2 separate regions of the Anser cygnoides genome follow, and region 2 is linked to region 1. Evidence: chromatin contacts called from public Hi-C data. All regions are on one chromosome and are shown on one strand. The core of a region is the stretch at or near the end of the contact, and the rest is flanking DNA. Distances in the headings are between cores, read along the strand shown. Region 1 holds the start of DBH (dopamine beta-hydroxylase). Region 2 overlaps CACFD1 (calcium channel flower domain containing 1).

Region 1 (3,923 bases), core at 550-3,049:
AACATATTGTCCTTAGAGGGGGAGAATAAAATCAGCTACATGAAGCTAGCATGACATTTGTTTTCATAGGAGTGCGTTGTGCAAATTAATCTCATAGTACATGGGGGGGTGAGCAAATTTGGATCTCTTTAACAGCTGACATCCTTATCCAGCAGAAAGACTGCTGGGAGAGAGAAAACCAGGGCTGTAGAGGTTTACAGAGAGCTCCTTGCAGGATGCTCTTCAGCACCAACTGAAAGAGAGAGCCCCAATGCTGCTCGGCGTTTAATTCAGCGCTGTTTGTCTTCCAGTGAGCACAAGAAGGCAGATTAGCAATGATCCTTTATGTTTTTTTTAACATGATGCTGTGAAATACTGTAGCATTTGGGTCATCACACATCCTGAATGGCTGGTAATTAGCAGGAAAACAGTACAGATAATAAGCCCTCCTTTTCATCCTTTCATTGCACTGCAGATCACATTGCAGCTGATTGTGAAAGAATATATTTTACGGCTAATTTCAAGTAAGCAGAGAGGTAAAATTTAACTTACTGGAAAGCTTCACACAGGGAAAATGTGAATTGCTTTCTGCAGTGAAGCGCAATTGCAATAAACCTAACGTGGTGATCTGGGGACAGGGAGCTGCCGGAGGGCACGGGGTGAGGTATTGCAGCTCCAGCCCCGGCGGAAAGACAAACCACAGGAGAGCCTGGACAAACGGACTGTGTAAGAAAGGACAAAAAAATCAAATGGCAAAGCTACAAACGAGTTCCCCCTCCCCATCTGCTACCACCGGGCATTTGCATACCGCCCAAATACTTCTGCCTGTTTAATTTCTGATAACACCACGCTGCTGGCAGGCGGCCGTCGGATTGGGTTTTCCCGTGTCCTGTTGATCTCTGCTGTAGCTGCAAACGTGAGTTGCAGGCGGCTCATTGGCGCTGGCAGGAGCAGACTTGCTGGTTGATAACTTTTGCGCTTTCTCAAAGTCAGGAATGGGAGCGGTGGTTAATTTTTAATGCGGCTGAGGGCAGCGCACAGGCGAACCAAGCTGTCGATGCAGCCTGCGTTTGCGTGTAGCCGAGCTCTCTGTGCAACCACCTGTTGGAGCGCTTGCGGATGAGTACAGCAGAGTTACTGCATTTATCCCTTTCTCTTCGGATTTCAGATCCTATACCAAGCCCACAGCATAGGCCTCTGGACCAGAACCCCCCCAGCTCTTTTGGACCACTTTCATTGAGCAGCGAGAGCAGTCTAGCCCCGCTCAGCCCCGTGCCGTGCTCTGGACCAGCTCTGCCCCAATTAAATAGATCAGATTCACCCGTCGGGCAGCAACCCCAAAAGCAGCCGTGACAAAACACGTGCAACTCACCCCAAAATACGAGCTGTGCCCGTCGCTCCAGAGCACGGCCAGGTCCGCATTCTCAAACTCTCCCCGGTCCGACATCCCGAAGAGGAGCCCGAACTTGAGTTCCCTGCTGAGGATCTGGAAGTACACCGCTTGCTCGGGGTAGCTGACGTTCCAGGAGAGCTCGAGCAGCCCCTGGGGATCGAGGGGCACCTTGTAGGGAAAATAGGTGCCGCGGGGCGCCGAGCCCTGCAGGGCGGCCACCAGGATGACCAGGAACACGGCGATCATGGTGAAGTACACGGACGCCACCTCCCGCAGCTTGAAGCCGGGGCAGGGGCACGGCTTGCTGCCGGAGGTCTGCATGCTGGGCAGGATGGCAGCCGCCCTCCTGGCTTTTGCCATTTATGCGCTGGCCCTCCTGGGCGAGCCGGGTAAGCGATACTCTTTAATTGCATTTGGTTGTGGGGAAATTGGATTGTGGTATTGACTCCCCCCCCACCCCCCCACCTCCTGGCCAAACACTTGTCATTCTCTGCCTCCCCTTAATTGGCTCTAATTGCACATGGACATTATCAATAGCAATTGAACTCGACTGGGCTGATGTTATTTGCTCTTAAATCATCCTTAGTGGCTGCAAAGTGCCGCTTTCTTGCAAGCTGCTCCTTGCACGGCCATGCTGTGCCCTGCCGCTGCTGCCTGTCGACGGCTCTGTGTGGCCCCGCTGTGGCTCCCGTCGAAGGCCCTGCCTGCCTGCTCCTTTGGAGGCATTAAATAGTTGTTATTCCTTTGTTTTTGTAGCAGCTGGGACTTCAGCTCTGGTTTGAAGATACCCTTTTGTCCCCCACCATCCCCCTTCTCATCTCTTTGGCCTGCTGCGTTCTCTTTTGGATATTAACTTTTCTGCGCTAACCGGAACGAAGAGCCTCAAGCTCTGATACACACACACTGCCTGGTTTACACTCGGAGCTTGTGGCCCCGTTGTATCAGTGCCAGCTCCCGTGACAAGCAGCGCCCTTGGATGCCTCCCGGAGTCCCCTCCGTCCCCGTGGAGCTCGGGTTTCGCTCGCGGTCCTTGCAGCAATGTCGCCGGGCAGAGCCGGTTCCCCAGCGCTGCGTAACGCGAGGATGGAGCTTGGTGCCCGGTGTTGCAATGAATCATCAACGTGTGCACCTCTGCTGCACTCAATGAGGTTCTCATCGTGTCCTGAGACACGGCGGTTATCCAGGGGCACGGCGATCGACCCACGGTGCTCTCCTTGCAGGGTGACCTCTGGCTTACGGGTGCTCTCTCACTCAGCTTTGCCAGGCAAAGACCGACACAAAGCAAAGCTGACGAGCCGAGCTCTCCAGACGAGGGTGTCATCGGCAAACCCCAGCTGCTGCTGGTGTCAGCTTCAAAATCACACGTCAGGATGGCACAGTGAGGAGGTACCAGAGACAGGCTGGGAACGCTCCTTCCCCCCCGAAGCCTCTCGGTGCCTGCAGGAGGTGGCACCGAACCCCGCAGCACCCCGGGGAGGCTGCAGCAGGCGGGGAGCAGCCGAGGGGCTGCACCTCCTCGGTGGCACCGCTCAGCCTCTCCGCACCCTGCAGGAGGAGGCAGCGTCCCCGCCGTGCCCCCGGCTCCTGGGCTCGGTCCCAGCCGTGCTGAGCGAGATGCTGGCAGCCTCAGATGGGTGTCCCTCGGATGCCAGCCCCGGTTCCTCGGGCAGACAGCTGGCTGCGTGACAAAGGGCCCTGAGAACAGATTTTTGCCTTGCCCCGTTCCTACCCTCCAAGCACGGCTTCTCCTCCTCTCTTGGCTTTGTTTCCGAGTTGCAAGGGGAACGAAGCCACGCTGTCAGCGTGGCAGGAAGGAAAATGATCCTCATCGGGGGGCAAGAGGGGGTCCTTAGCTAACGAGCTCTACCTCCGTCTATTAGAGATGAATCCCCAGGTTGCTGGCATGTGCAAGTGGAGCTCCTGAGCTTTCCTGTACAGAAGGAATTTGCAGCAGAACAGCATAAGGCGGGCAGGTCAGCTTGAAAACAGCTGAACTTTGGAGATAAGCAGTGGGAATTTACTTAAAGAGGAGAAAAAAATATGTATATCTCTCCCCCGCTTCAGTTTCTCCAAGCCACTGCTCGTAAATCCAGGCAAGAAGTGAGGATCAAGCCTTCCTCTCCTTGCTCCTGGGTTTATTTTAGGACTTGAACGAGATGTAGCAGTGCCAGTTTGCTGACTCCGACCCCCCAGCTGCTTGGGGCAGGCACAGAGCGGGTCCCACAGGTGAGAGGTACACCGGGGGGCCGCGGGTCCAACCTCTGTCCTCAGGGCAGAGCACAGAGACAAGGCACAGAGACAGCAAGGTCTCGCCGGCGCTGACACCAGCACCATTGCACTGGTGCTAGCCCCTCCCAGAGCCCCTCTGCTCTGCTCCTGCGGAGGCTGCCCAATTTCCCCCAGGCACAGAAGAGCTGAGAGCACAGTGATGCACAGAGCACACCTGCAGAGTGCCCTCAGCCCCCGGAGAAGGGCCGTGTTTTATGGACGACCCCCCAGACCCCACGCTAGGTGCTGTATGAACCCCGTAAGCCTTGCATACAGGTAAGCA
Region 2 (3,923 bases), core at 1,039-3,538, 100 kb after region 1:
CCCCGGGAGCATCCTCACCCGCAGTAGAAAGCAGCTTTCTGCCAGGGCCGCAGCTTGTCCGCCCTCGCAGACACGGCGTTGGCGAACTCGATGAACTGGCAGCAGAAGGGGGCTTCGCACAGGAACAGGACGAAGGCGTTGAGCCTCCAGGTAGAGCACACGAGAGTTAACACTGCCCCAGAGCGAGGGTCAGCCGTGCCCCCGGCCACACCAAAGCGGAAGCACGCAGCGGGGCTGGACCCCGCTTCCCTCTCCCCCCTTCTTGATAATTCCCAACCCCAGGCCCCAGATTTATTTTGGGTAAGGTTACTGCGGTATTTACCTAAAAAGGGGTGGGGAGGGGGGTAAGGAGAGAAGAGGAATATAAATGGGGACATAAATAGGATAAAGCTTGTGTCTCCACCGGTCTGACTGAGCAAGACCTGGCAATTCACGCCCGCCCGCAGGACAGGGCAGACATTTCACCTCAGCTCTGCCCCTCGCTCCGTGGTGCCTAATGGCCAGAATCACGGGGTACCCTGAGCGGGAAGGGACCCCCAAGGATCCCATCTCCCTCCCGGCAGAAAAAAAAAAAGAACAGAAACTCCACTCACATCATCCACACGCCAGCTGCTATGTTCAGGGGGTTGATGGTGACGCAGTTCCACAGACCAGCAAAGGCACAGGCTGGAAGGCAAGAAGAGGCTTTCGGTGACCACAAAGACCCACAGGACAGCGGGGTCGGAGGCTGGCCAGCAGGGCTGGCTTCTCCCAGCTCCAGCCTGCCCTGCAGCCACACCAGCAGGGTTGTGCCCTCCTGTGCTTTGGGCTCATCTGTCCGGACAGACAGCGCTGGAGCTGCCCAGAAGGGTCCTTGCCTTGGCTGGCACCTCCGGGCACTGCAGAGCAGCGTGCACAGACCAGCACAGAAGGGCTGATGGCCCGAGGAGAGCAGGATGCAGGTGGAGGGTTTGTTCCCATCCTACCTGGCCCAGCATCCAGGTATCCTTCTGCTCTGAATGCTTGGTGCCTCAGTGTGACGCCTGCTCAGAACAGTGTTTGCTTTTATGTGCGGTCACATACGTGGCACCCCGGGTTTTATTTGCAAAGGAACCACTGGTTTGCCCCAGGACTGAACAAAGACGACCCTGCCGGCACCCATCTCAGAGCAGCACGGGGAAAAGTTCAGCAAAAAAATTACTTGCAGCCCTTTCAGGCTGAAAATAAAGGAGAGGTGAACCCGGTCTTGGTCACACACTGCTAGTTCTGTGCAACTCTGCTAAAGATTGGCAGAAAAGAGCCAGTTTTGGGTCTCTGCTAATACAAATGGAAGTGGCTGCTGGTTAAAGCAAGGCCCAGAATAGCTCCTGCTCTCCTGAATTCGTAATGCCAGGAGAGGAAGCAGCCAGCAGCCAGGCTGCAGGCACCCACCTCCTGCCTCATTAAACTTGCAAAGAGCTCCCTGCACTCGATACGGCCCCTTTCCCCCGCTGACACCGAGAGGCTGCTGCTGCTCACCTGGGAACCCGAGCCCACGGGAGGGAGGGCGGCGAGGCAGGGGCTGCATCCCCAGTAAACAACAACACAGTGCAGAACCGCATCTGAAATTATACAGCCCTTAAAGGCTGGCCTGGGATGTGCAGCTGAATAATGAAGAGAGCGGTGTGAATGTGAGAATCAGCCTGGATCCAGGTATTTCTGAAGTCTGCTCATGTTTTGCTAAGGGAATCCCTGAGCAGGGCTGCTGTGAGCAGTCCTGACCTTCAAAAGCTTGGCACGAGTTTGCAAGGTTTCCTTCAGGCATCCACTGCTGAATCCTCAAGGTTTCCTCAAGAATATTTACCCTTATTTACCAGACTGGGAAACAGAGCTGCAGGCCTATGATAGGACCAGGCTAAGGTCACCCCACAAGCAAGTGGCCCCCTGATTTTAGAAAACAACCAAACAGGTTTATTTTTAGAGGCTTCCTAGGACTGTCCCCTAGGACCCAAAATCTCCTGGAGATTCCTGCTAGAACAAGATCCCTACAGAGCAGAAATGCCACAGGACATGCTACCAGCCGCGCTCCAAGGGCACTTCTCATCCTCCCATCACAAAGGGATCAGTGTCAGTGTCCCTGCACTGCAGGGGGAAACTGAGGCACCGGGGTGGGATGATGCACACACGCAAACAGACGGAGAGCTGGCAAAGCACCAGCAAGCAGGATTGTAAGGAGCAGCAGGCAGGGACGTTTCTAACTCTGTGACCAAAAAACCCTTGGATGCTCTCGGAAGAGGAGCTCAGGGGACTTGTGACACTTGTGACACAAGTCCGCACCATGGACTTCTAACACTTTTTCTTCACAGAAAAACACACTTCTGAAAATAACCTTAAATGACTTTCAAGCATTTTATTATTAGCAGAACAGCAAAACCCAGCAGCACCTTGACTACCACTGAAAGGGCAAGGGCAGAGCCCTGCCCTGGTTAACAGCACAGTGGAGCAGAGCAGTGCAAGAGGTTCAGAGCTACAAAATCAGCCTCAACCACAGAGCAAACCTAGGGAGGCAGAATGTTATTTTCCAAGCAGGACTTTGGCCCTACTATTTTTTTATTTCTTTTTACCCTAGTCAATCAGGGTTTCGCTTTGTCAGGGCTTTGGTTCAGTTCTTCAAGTTTTGTTTTCATCCCAAAACAACCCTTGACCACTGAATGTCCTCACAGGAGCCTCAGCGAAGCGATCGCCCTGGTTGCCAATGGACTAATGACCCAGCAGGCCTGAGCTGAGCGAGTCCCTACGTCAGCACGAGCACCAACCAGCAGGAAAGGAGTCAAAGGTTTATAATCGCAGGAGCACTGCACTCAGTGGTGGTTGCCAACAGCCACAGAGATAACGATTCGGTGACCTTCAGTCTCCTTTGCAGTGCAATGCATCCTGCGGCAGCCTGGCACATCCTGGTCCCGCTGGGGCAGGATCGGCTCCTGCCTCTGTAGCCAAAAGGGACGCGGAGCCAACCCAGAGGCTTCTTTTTGCACAACAAAGCCTCACAAGAGGCTTCAAATTCAGATAATGCTCGATGGCACGTAAGCTATGGAAGACAGTCCTGCCATTTGTTTAACTGCTGTCCCGTCCTGAGGCCCTGGGGAAGCACAAATAACTGGGAGCTAAAACGAGGAAGTAAAAAAAAAAAAAAAACACACCACCCCCCACAAAGCCTCTATTCATTCCAAGCAGCTGGTCACTGTCCTCAATGCAACCCTATTTTTGCTCCTAGAGCATTTTACAAAAGCCACAGACTCCCATCGTCCTTTTACAAATGGGAACACAAGGGGGAGAGGGGACTCGACCGAGGTCACCAAGCCAGGCTGTGCAGGAGCCAGAAACAGACCCTGAGCCTTGTTTGTCTCGCTTGTGCTCCACCTCCCAGCCCTTTCTGGCTTGATCTTGCTGGTTACAGGTGTTGGCACGTGGTAGGTGTCACCTCCCAGCCTCACCTCCACTGACAAAGTTTCCCATCCATCCTACAGGAAATTCTTCCTCCTGCATAAAATAACCTAGGCCTGTAGCAGCCACAACCCAGACGTCCAAAATCCGTATAAATGAGTTCTGTTCCTTCGTAGCGAGCTCTGAAATTAGAGGCACACTCCAACCTTGCCTAGTTATCAGTCAGCCCTTGTCCTAACAGGCCACCTTCAACAAGGCGATGCTGAACAAGGAGCGTTTTGAGGAGGCCTGTCACCAGCATGGAGGATTGCCTCCTTCCATGACCTCCCGGGTCCCTGCTCCTACCAGGAGCCTGTGACCCCGGCTGACTTGCTTTCTGCCCCACAGACCCCACAAAGTGAGACTGCCCAGGCCACAGAGCAAGCTGTCTGACTCCCCGAGCCATCGGCAATCCTCCTGCCTGTTTCTTCTCCCACATTCACCCAAACACGTAAAACTCTCAGCTTTCCTTTAAAAACAAG

What was found. A called contact is a pair of places that touch in the nucleus more often than the background predicts.
Region 2: a contact with region 1 is called in a Hi-C map of liver, with 5 times the contacts expected there. The contact joins the enhancer-like site here to the promoter of DBH in region 1. A contact is called at or near these places in 2 of 7 Hi-C or Micro-C datasets (both in liver).

Annotation. Positions count from the first base shown.
Region 1 is chr20:4,334,908-4,338,830 of Taihu_goose_T2T_genome, forward strand. It overlaps DBH (dopamine beta-hydroxylase), which reads right to left and starts at 1,800. Exons shown (of 13, transcript XM_066981006.1): 1 at 1,714-1,800; 2 at 1,352-1,711. The coding sequence starts at 1,785.
Region 2 is chr20:4,436,278-4,440,200 of Taihu_goose_T2T_genome, forward strand. It overlaps CACFD1 (calcium channel flower domain containing 1), which reads right to left. Exons shown (of 5, transcript XM_066980695.1): 2 at 594-666; 3 at 19-172. Among named protein-coding and RNA genes, the nearest start is that of CACFD1, 4.0 kb to the right of the region's middle. Within about 2 kb of position 2,289, at least 1 of the 3 cell types and tissues checked has open chromatin away from gene starts, as enhancers often do. A contact at or near this core is called in liver, where this site is marked.